2 separate regions of the Hordeum vulgare genome follow, and region 2 is linked to region 1. Evidence: chromatin contacts called from public Hi-C data. All regions are on one chromosome and are shown on one strand. The core of a region is the stretch at or near the end of the contact, and the rest is flanking DNA. Distances in the headings are between cores, read along the strand shown. Region 1 holds the start of LOC123451901. Region 2 holds the start of LOC123452759.

The links. Hi-C and Micro-C count contacts between places; a contact is called where the count stands out from the background.
Region 2: a Hi-C map of seedling shows a contact between it and region 1, with 6 times the contacts expected there. The contact joins the promoter of LOC123452759 here to the promoter of LOC123451901 in region 1. A contact is called at or near these places in 4 of 6 Hi-C or Micro-C datasets (leaf and seedling) and 1 of 1 datasets of contacts at active chromatin or transcription factors (embryo).

Annotation. Positions count from the first base shown.
Region 1 is chr5H:57,204,762-57,209,974 of MorexV3_pseudomolecules_assembly, reverse strand. It overlaps LOC123451901, which reads left to right and starts at 2,498. Exons shown (of 10, transcript XM_045128455.1): 1 at 2,498-2,583; 2 at 2,877-3,049; 3 at 3,121-5,213. The coding sequence starts at 3,167.
Region 2 is chr5H:57,931,862-57,937,074 of MorexV3_pseudomolecules_assembly, reverse strand. LOC123452759 reads right to left here and starts at 2,665. Exons shown (of 12, transcript XM_045129468.1): 1 at 2,306-2,665; 2 at 2,030-2,185; 3 at 1,780-1,932; 4 at 1,541-1,695; 5 at 807-1,085; 6 at 585-715; 7 at 334-451; 8 at 121-213. The coding sequence starts at 2,546.

The DNA of each region.
Region 1 (5,213 bases), core at 1,249-3,748:
TATATATATATATATATATATATATATATATATATATATCTTCTTTTCAGTACATGTACTTGTAACGATATCCATTCTTGCGACACGACGAGATGCGCTTCCATCCCTGACGAGGCCCTCGTGCCAAATTGAGGATAGGGTCGCATCTTGGGCGTGACACAGGCCCGCTGGCAGACGGCAAAGGCCAGGGACGACAGATGACAAAGGCAAAGCTTCTTTGCCGTTAGCCACCTAATGGGGCTGACAACTATGCTTTGATGCCTGGCCCCTTTGTGGTCTGCTTGTCTAGAAAGACCGACGACAACGATCTTTGTCGTCTGCTGCGCCCTTGCAAACGGCAAAGAACGTCATTACCGTGACTTTCAGTGTCGAAAGTGGGGCCGTCAGCCAGCAGATGGCAAACATCTTTGCCGTCCATAACCTGGTCCTTGGCCATGTGCTATGGCAGACGGCAAAGAAGTTGTTTCCTGTAATGACACTAAGTATACATAGGACATAGAGTATCATGGGCCCCTCTTAGACCAGGACCCTAGACGGTTGTCCCTCTGGACATACACGAGTGCCCGCCCTGTGCATGAGACCTTGAAAAGTGCAACCCACCTATGCAAATATTGTCCCTTCTTTGCAGCAGTTGAAGGTCACATCATGTCTTAGGACCTTGCCTAGATCTCACTTGTTTCCTCGAGTGACATCAGCACCGTCAACGACTGATGGGACAAGCCTAGTGGTCATTCAGGAGTATCAGACGTGTAATTCTAGGGCCCTCTTAGCCGGCGAACATTCACTGTGAAAGGTTCGCATTTTGAACGATTTCATTGACAGTTTCAGATGTGAGGGGATGACACATGGCAGTTTCTTCAAAAAAGTCATTTTTCGTTTGAAACTACCACCGATGGATCTCGTGAAACAATCAAGGAAAAAAACGTTATCTTGCCATCCCCTATCGGCCGACGTCCGTTAGATAACAACTCTAATGGGTTGTACTCCCTGTGTACCACAATACTTGTTGTTGCGAAGAACTAGTCTAGTTCTCTCCAACAACAAGTATTTAGGAACAGAAGGAGTACTACATAGTTATATTTTTTCTTCTAAACGTTTCTGTCAGTTTTCGCCAAGGATTGGTCATCTTCGACTAAGGACACATTTCTTTAAGGAAAAATGCTTACCATCGTTCGGCCAATTTTAGCGGACGCGCCCGTCACCTTCTTTGCGTGACACGCGTCAAAGTGAGGCCACACACACCATGCTTTGTCGAGCATGTTTGTGCAACACAGGCTATGCTTCTGAAACATATGCGATGTCGCGATGGTCCACGACATGTCTATATTTTCCAACAAAACATCTCTTGCAGATTATTTCTGCAACAACATGTGAGTTGAAAAAATGCAATGATATACCAGTTGCATTTTTACATATGTTCAAATTTTTTCGACAATACGACGTGTGTTGCAGAAACAATTCCGCAATAGAACGTGTGTTACAGGAATAATTCCGCAACAAAACCTATGTTACAATAATGAAGACGCGTCCGACCATTCGATGTTGTAGATCTAACGGCTTACGACGTGGCTGATCTTTCTAAAAGATCAGCCCCTTAATTATAGAAGAGAAGGAAAAGGGAAACGGGAGAGGCGTTTTGTCTCCCGAGCTCACCTGCACCCGCTCCGACGAAAAATATCAAAACAAATACTAAATAAATTCAAAAAATTCTATTTTTTTGTGTGGTAAATAATTTAATGCACGAGGTCCGTTTCAAATTTGAACTCATTTGGGCATCTTGAGGCGCTCTCGTCAAAAAAGTAAATCTGGGTCTGTAAAATGGTGTACTGTTTACGAACTTTTTCGATCCGATTTGTCTTTTTTGTCAAAAGCTGCTCAGGTGTCCAAATAAAATGAAATTTAAAGCAAACTTCACGGATCAAATTATCTACCATACAAAAAAGTTGGAACTTTTTTAGTATTTATTTTTAATATTTTTCTGACCCGAAGCAGATGAGCCTGGGAGCAGAATCGAATTATTGAAGGGAAACGCTTCCTTCACTCGTCTCTCCTTGCCTCCTTGGACACACGCTTGTTCTTGGCGGCAGTTCCTTCGAACGCACGTCCGTCCTTGTGTTGCACACAACGTGCAAAGTCAGCCAGGCAGCGATCCAACAGCCGACCAAGGGGGACACATCACATTACCTGGCCCCGCCGGCAAATCCATCCAACACGCCCCGCTTCGGGCGCAACCGGCAACGAGAGCGAACCCACTTTTCCGTCCCACCTTCCCCGTGTCCTATTTGGCGTTCCGTTTCGTTCGCTCGTTCGTTCGCTGCCGCGTTCCTCTCTCCCTCCCTCCCCACCCTTTCCTCCCTCCGCCACCACCAAATTCCCAGGCGGCGATTTGCTCCTCCCTGCCCCGCGCGGCGCCGACCCGCTAATGCGCTTGGGCCCGCCCCGTCGGCGAGATCGGCGCCGGCGTCTCCGTCCCATTTGCGGCGGCGACCTCACCGCCGGCGACGCGGGGCGGGCCCCCCTTGTCCGGCTGGCCGCCGGCGTGCTCGCTCGGCGGGGGGCGGTCCCGCGCTGATTGATCCCTCGGTAAGGAGCCCTAGCTTGATTTGATAATTCGTAGCAGTGGCTCGCTGCGTCCTGTCTTGTTCTGCTCTGTTATTGAGAGGATCTTTTCGGGATTTTTTTCGTGGCTGTGAGCGGTCGAATCCAACTGAGCTAATTTGATTATCAAGTTCTTCGTCCCGTAATATTGATCGCGTACGAACATTGCACACAGAGAGATTCTTCTCTCTCCGCACTTCAATTTGACCCGTCCTGTGTGTTTTGTCGCGGGATCATAGCGAGATGCTCACCGTGTTTTCTTGGTTTATTTATTGCAGCTACGCTTTGCTCGGGGGTCTACATTAGGGGAAACCGCTGCTCCTGTCTTAAATAGATGAATGAGTAGTTCGGCATTTCAAGATATAGCAATTAGCTCCGCTGTTCAAGGAGGAGGAGGAGGAGCTTCCAGCACAAGCACCATTGCTTTGTGTTGCTTCAGATGAACAGCCAAGTTGGGCCCAATAACCACAAGAACTTGAATGTGGTCTATCAGGATCTCACCACGGTTCTTGGTCTTGGCAGGTTTGACTCCGGGAACCTTGCTGCCGGTTTGCCTCTGAAATGTGATATGGATCCGGCAAATTTGGTGCGCACCAGGACCATACCCTCTGAGAATGTACTCAAACCAGCTCAACATTCAAGTGACAACCTACAAGATACGTCTTCTCCCTGCGAAAGCCCGCATGCTGGAAAAGTCAAGTTCATGTGTAGCTTTGGTGGGAAAATCCTGCCTAGGCCTAGTGATGGGGTGCTCAGATATGTGGGCGGGGAAACACGTCTCATATCGATACCCAGAAACTTCTCATGGAAGGAACTTGTGCATAAAACCCTCTCGATCTACAATCAGCCTCATACCATCAAGTATCAGCTCCCTGATGAGGACCTTGATGCTCTGATTTCTCTTTCATGTGAAGAGGATCTTCAGAATATGATGGAAGAATACTACAGTCTTGAAAAGGCCAATGGCTCACCGAGACTTCGGATATTTCTTGTCTCCCCGAATGATTGCGAGGAGTCATCGTTAAGTGCAAGAAGTTTAGAAAGTGAACCAGAATATCATTTTGTTGTTGCTGTGAACAATCTCTCACAACTGAAGCAGAGTACCAGTGACAACAATTTGGTGAGCCAGTTGAGCCAACAGTTGGATAATTCCCTACTCCCCTCCAGAGACTCAACTGTATCTCAAACAGATATAGAAAGTGGGAGTAAAGCTTTGGCTGGAACAGCCTTAAGCGAGTCTTCCTCTCAGTTTTTTCTTGCTCCATACTCACAACAAATGGTGGCTGAGTCAGCAGCAACTTCCTCCCCAGGCTTAAATCGACAGAGGACGTCTTTGAATCAGTCTAGGTTGCGGATGTCTTCAGACAGACTAACAATGAACCAAGAACATGAGAACAAATATGAAGTTAGCAATGGATCAAATTTGAAAACCATGCTTCCAGACCATCAAGATAAGACTCAAAGCGATGTAGACACAGGTATTGGAATTGGATCAACCATGCACAATCTTCAAATTCAAAGGCAGGCAAAAGATTTGGGTACACCTCGAAATGAGAGTTACGTGAGTTCACATACAAATTATGATAAGTCCACTCCAATGGAAATGCCCTTTTATTCTGAAAAGGTGTACATCCATCCAGAGACTGCTAGTTGGCTATCTGGCATGCATGAATACACTGGCCAAATTCATGGCATGCCGCATGCCTTCTCTGATCCTTTGCTGAATGATCGCACTGAACAACCTGCATCCAATCTGTCTTTAACTTTTGATTCCTACATACCCCCTTCATTTTCCCAGAAAATGTGTCAAGCTAATGAGCTGGAGAGAACAATAAGCGGGACTAGGCCAGATCTTCTACGTGCTAAACCACCTCAGATTGCTCGTATGGATGAACCAAATTACCTTGTTTCTAGTCATACCGACCAGCGGTACGGTCAAGGAGTTACTGGTGGAGCCAGTTTTGAGTCAGCCGTATATTACCAACAAGACAGTTTGCCTACTAATATGGTGCAAACAGGTCATGATGGTGGTCCTGTTGTCCAACAGAGGAAGATTTATCATCCGGAGAACAGTGCCGCCCCAAGTGTTGCTCCCCAGTGCACTTATGTTGACACAAGGCTCACTTTGCACCACACACGTGGTGCAAGGTTGTCCTCGGGTGAGTTAGATGCTCTAGAAAGCTCATGCTTGACGCCAATGCATGCTACTGATAATTCTCATTCACGCTTTCTTCATGGATTCCCTAATGGATCTCAAACAGCGAATTCAGATCGTGGATCTCATGTAGAGAAAATGAAATTAGGGTGTGTTACAGATTATGGAACAGCTGGCTGTGTGCATGGTAATGATAAAGTTGCTCCTGGACCCCATATACTGTTGCCTATTGACCCTTTTGAAGCTTTTGCGCCACAAAGATCGGTGGCAAATGGAGCATCCGCTGTGTATCAAAATGAAAATTTCGACCAGTTATTGGGGCATACCTCTGGTTTGGCTACCTCTTCATCTATTGGACTAAGTAATCCTGATCTGACCGTAAACATGTTTGGCAATGGCACCTTCAAGGATGGCCTTTTACAGAGAGATGTTCCTGTTTTTAATCAGCACAATATCATCT
Region 2 (5,213 bases), core at 1,416-3,915, 730 kb before region 1:
TTACAAAATTACTAGCTACCTATTGTAGGATGTGTGGGGTTAATCTAAAGTGTATTAGAAAGTAACTAAACCAAGTTGTAGCAGAAAATTGAAAATTCAACAAATACAAAATGCACAAACCTCAATTGTAGTAGAAATGTGCTTTCCGTTAAAGCTTTCAATGACATCACCCTTGCGAATTCCAATTTTCTCAGCATGTGATTCTTTTGACACCTAATTTTCAATTAGCATGATTACTTCATAATATGCAGATGGCAAATAATTTTGAAATAAATTGTCAACAAAAGTGGAAGTCAAAATTATATAAAAAACACCATATATATATATATATACCTGCTCAACAATAAGACCAGAGTCGATGTTATGCTTACGAGCCATCCTCTCAATACAAATAGGATCTAAAAACTTGATTGGACTAAATGTCATTCCAAGGTGAAGGCGAGGCATACAACTATACCAAATAAAATGAAGACCATATGAGTATCATACAAATTTAAGAAAGAACGTCATAACATTAATATCTTTAAAAGACATAGGTATCAAACATGTTACTAACAAAGAATTGAGAAGGGAGAAATACATACTTGAACCTTCTCCAAAAATCCAAGCACTTATGCAATATCGACGAAGGTACAAACGTCTCATTAATTTGGTTGTTAACTAGACCCACAACCTTCCCTTCCAAATCAATGATGGGCCCTCCATCATCATGTAACTATAGCATTGTAGTAGTGACAAATATTACGATTTGTAGTGAGAAGGAAATAAGATGGAGATGCAAAACATACATTTGAGATGTAACATACCAGTTTGAGAGTAGATGCATCACGGAGAAAATACATGTAGTGGCATCTCTCATGCCGAGATGGAATGTCATAGGCCAAATTACCATGTGTTATCTTTATATCCAGATTTGCGTCTCTTCCAAGGCGGAAAACATCTTGACCAGAATGAACACGGCCATTAAAAGTGGGTAGATGAACTGGTTTATCCACTTGAACCTCATAAATAGCAAATTCATAATGCTCCTGAAGATAGATGAGCTGGCCTGGTGTAGTTGTGTTGTCCAGCAAATGAACAATGACCTAGAATAGACAGTGGCAAAGGTTATGACACAACATTTTCAAAAGAACTTATATTGAGGAAAACATTTTAGAGAGATCAACAATCATGAAAGTCAAGCACTAGAATAAGATATTTTGTTTCTAATATTCTGTTCTAACAAAGTTGAAGATGATTACACATTTAATTTGTAACTAGACACCGGTGTAGCAACTGAGTCATTACAAATAATTTAATTTGACAGGCCATAAACAAGCAGATAAAAAAAAAAGCATAGCTGGTCAAGCAGGTAGATAAATAGACTGTTGAATATATGTTTTTACTTGCATAGCAGTGCAGGGCTCCCCACCCCGATTTCATTTGAAAAGCTGGTAATTAAAGCATGCATTATCTAAGTTCAGATACCACCATCGGGTGGCAGAAACGCCCTTGCTGAAATTAGGATGACAAGGAGACTAGTGAATGTTAAGAAGGTCACCTTAGCATTATGATGATATTCGCCTGTCCACTGCCCCTTCCACTGGTTGGGATCCTTTTTACGAGTGAGATGAGCAGACGTCAAAACAAGGGCGGTTTTTCTCTGGTCATCCCTTTGAAACCACAAGCCACAGCATTTATTCAGCGGTTGATTCTCTACAAAGCAACAAAAATTGCAAACAGTTGGCTAGGTAGCAAATGCTACTTAATTAAGAAGCAAACATGATGTTAAATACACACCGAGAAAGGATGAGAGCAAAATGACAGATTTAGCAGCAAGAAGTACTGCATCTCTTGCGAGTTCCCGTATGGGAAGGAGACGAGGGTCTATGCGCAAGCAGGAAGATGGTTTGTGCCAGTAGTGGTCCATAGTGAACAGGTGAGCTAGACGAACTACGCAAAGAAAATTAGGATCAGGTTGGAAATTAATAATGAATGGGGAAACTGACGCTGAGAAAAAGAACGGGGAAAAGGGGGGTAATTAATTTACCTTCTTCTTCTTCGTATTTAGCCTCGGCATGCTTGAAGGCGGCGAGTATGGCCGGGTCTGCAGCTAGTTCGTCTGGGATGTAGGGTTCGTAGGGCGGAGGCTTGGGTGGATCGGAGGATTCCTCCATGGCGGACTCGACCACATCGCGCACACGACCTAGAGAAAAAAATTCGTACAGCACAAGCAAACACCAATCTGTCGTGATGAGGGAAAATTTTTGGAACATCGGGGGGGGGGGGGGGGGGGGGGGGGGGGGGGGGGGGCGGGCAAAATCACCTTGTTTTGCTCCGGATTGGGCTTCGTCGGGCTCGAAGATCGCGAACAGTATCTCTGGGTGGGAATGGGAACTCCGAACAGCTAGCTGCCCGGGAGATCTAGGGCTCGTGGAGTGAACCTCTGCCAGGCTTCGCTTCTTCGCCCTTGCTCCCCGCTCCGTTTCCAGCTCGTCGCCGCGGATCCTCCTGGCCCTCGACGTCTTTCCCACCTCGTCGCCGCGGATCCTGACGGCCCTCGACATCTTTCCCACCTCGCGCGCCGCCGCCTCTGCACCGGAGGGGGATGAACACGGTTCCGGGATCGATGGACTCGCGCGAGCGTACACGTGTCCGAGTGTGTGGTTTCCCTTTCTTTTCTCTTTTTTTTTTCTTCCCAAATGCTTAAAAACGCACCTGCACGATTTGACTGCTGCCAGCGGAAGCGACGGACCGTCCGAGGTGGCGATAGAGAAGAGCCGGGGGGCGCGGTGTAGTGGTGGCCCCACATTAATTTCAGGAGAAACCGCTCCATCCCCGCATGTCTTTTTTTTTTAATACAGTACAGACGCAAACGTTCACATACATGCATACACTCACTCCTATGAACGCACATACGCACATCCTACCCTTCTTAACACCTTTGAGAGACTGGATCGGCATATCATCTTGAGATTTTACGAAGTCATCGTAGGCGTCTCGTCGTCGACGGAAACGTCTCCTCCCACTGAAAGCTTGTCGCCGGAAATCCTGAAATAAATTCAGAAATAATGCAAGCACGAAGACATGAACCCGTTCCCGCATGTCTTGTTCGAACGACGGTTCTCCACCCATTTTTTGAACTACTCGCTCGTTCTCTTCTTCCATGTCTCTACACGCGGTCTGCGCGGTGCTGCGACCGTGGATTCATCGATGCGGGAGGCCGTCCGCGTGCACGGCGTATCATCAGCTAGAGGTTGAGGTAATCCCAGTATCTCCTCGCATGGTCCCGCCTTCAGATTTTGTTGCCATGGCGAGGCTAGGGTTTACACGAAGTGGGGCGAATATGATGTCATCGTCGCGTGCAAGTACTAGCAGTCACGATGGATGTCCATGACGTCCACGAGGGACGACATGTGGTGGGGGTAGTTAGGGTTGGGGGAGTTGCCTTAATTGAAGGGGTGGAGGGGGAGGGGTGAGGTTGTGGTGGTGCATGTGAACAAATCTGCGGCGTGATTTTTTTTCTCGGTGTTTTGGGTTTTGTGGATTTGCTTCGATCTTCCGCGATAGATGCATAGCATTAGGACGGTAGTTGCCTCAATGTTCCCCTCCAATTGCGAGATGGGAGGGTCATGAGAGTTTTGGGGATTTGCTATGTATATTTGAGGGCAGTTGTATAGTGATGAGACGGTAAGTTGTCTCAATGATTTCATCTAGTTGCAAGATGTGAGGGGTCATGGAGTTTTTTGGATTTGCTTGGATATTCGGGGCAGTTGCATGAAAAATATGACAATGGTTGCTTGTTTTAACATCCAAGGGCACTCTTTTTATGGAAGATGATTTGTGGTTGGTCGATTTTGCGTCGATGGCATCACATCACTGTCCATGTGCAACACTTTTTTAGATTGTGATTTCTCATGGCACGGGTCTAGCTCCTTCTCGATTCTCTTAGACTCGGACTCTAAGTCAACACATAATTCTGGACACGAAAAATCAAAAGGAATCGGAGGCGAGCAAGATATCGAAGCAGTGCAAGAATCACTCGGGTCGACTCGCCTACCTTCCAACTTGCCACTCGTCTCATCGCCGAACTCCTCGATATATCGCTCCAACTCGAGCTTCTTGGAAGAGACTTGCTTAAACGTGGATTCCCACTCAGCATAGTGCTTCTTCAGCTCGACAAACTCCTCCGCGGACTTCTTCGCAGCAACCTCCAGAGTTTTCTTCTTCTTCCCCAGCTTCTTGAATGACTTCAGCTTGTCCTTGGCCACCTTGGTCTTCGAACTAGCCTCCTTCCAAGCGGACGCCAGCTCCATGTCCTTCTTCTCGAGGGCCTCCTTCGTGGTGTATAAAGAAATATAAGCCATGAGCCTCTTAACAAGTTGAAGATTTTCGCTATGAACATATGATGAAGTGATTACAGTCGGATAGGGAGAAAAAAACAAGAACTAAGGCAGCTGGACGGAATGCGCTTACCTCCGAGTGAGCGTTTCTCCTGCTCCACGCACATGTTCTTAGCCTTCTCAACCTTCGGACTGATATGCAGGCCATGCATGTCTTTTTCCATGGCATTGTAGTGAGTCTCGAGCTTGCAAACACTCTACCAACAGGAAACAGAGACGTGGGAACGATATTAGTCAAACTTCAAAGAAAGAAAACTCTAAGTGTCCCGCCGACTGAAATAGTCGACGACAGTCTCGGGAACTACACCTAGTGGGTGTGCTCAACGCGCCCCCACTGGAAGGATAGGTGGTCGGATGCTTCCACAAGTTAAGCAACACGTTCTATACCCCGACGATCAACGTCAAGAAGCTCTGGTCTATGGACCATCACCGCATCCTCTTCGATAAGTACCACTCTGGTTACTTTCACAAGCTAAGCAACGGGTTCTACACCCCCAATGGTCTACATCAAGTCAGTAAAGAAACTAAGGCTCCCCTCGACCGCTTTAACCGACGACAGTCTCAATGACTAAAATTAGTGGGTGCACTCAGCGTGCCCCCACTAGAACAGAAGAACACCCAGTGGGTGTGCCCCGTGTAACCCACTCGGGAAACAAAACAAAAAATCATGTGCAGACAAAAACTCCCGACTGAGACTGGCACTTACGAGAGTACTTACTCGCACATTCTTCTTCACAGCCTCGTTGGTGTCATACATCCCCTTCAGACGGCCATTCATTAGCTCCAGCTGGATCAAGGCCTCCTTGCTCGCGCACACCTGGTCCTACAGGA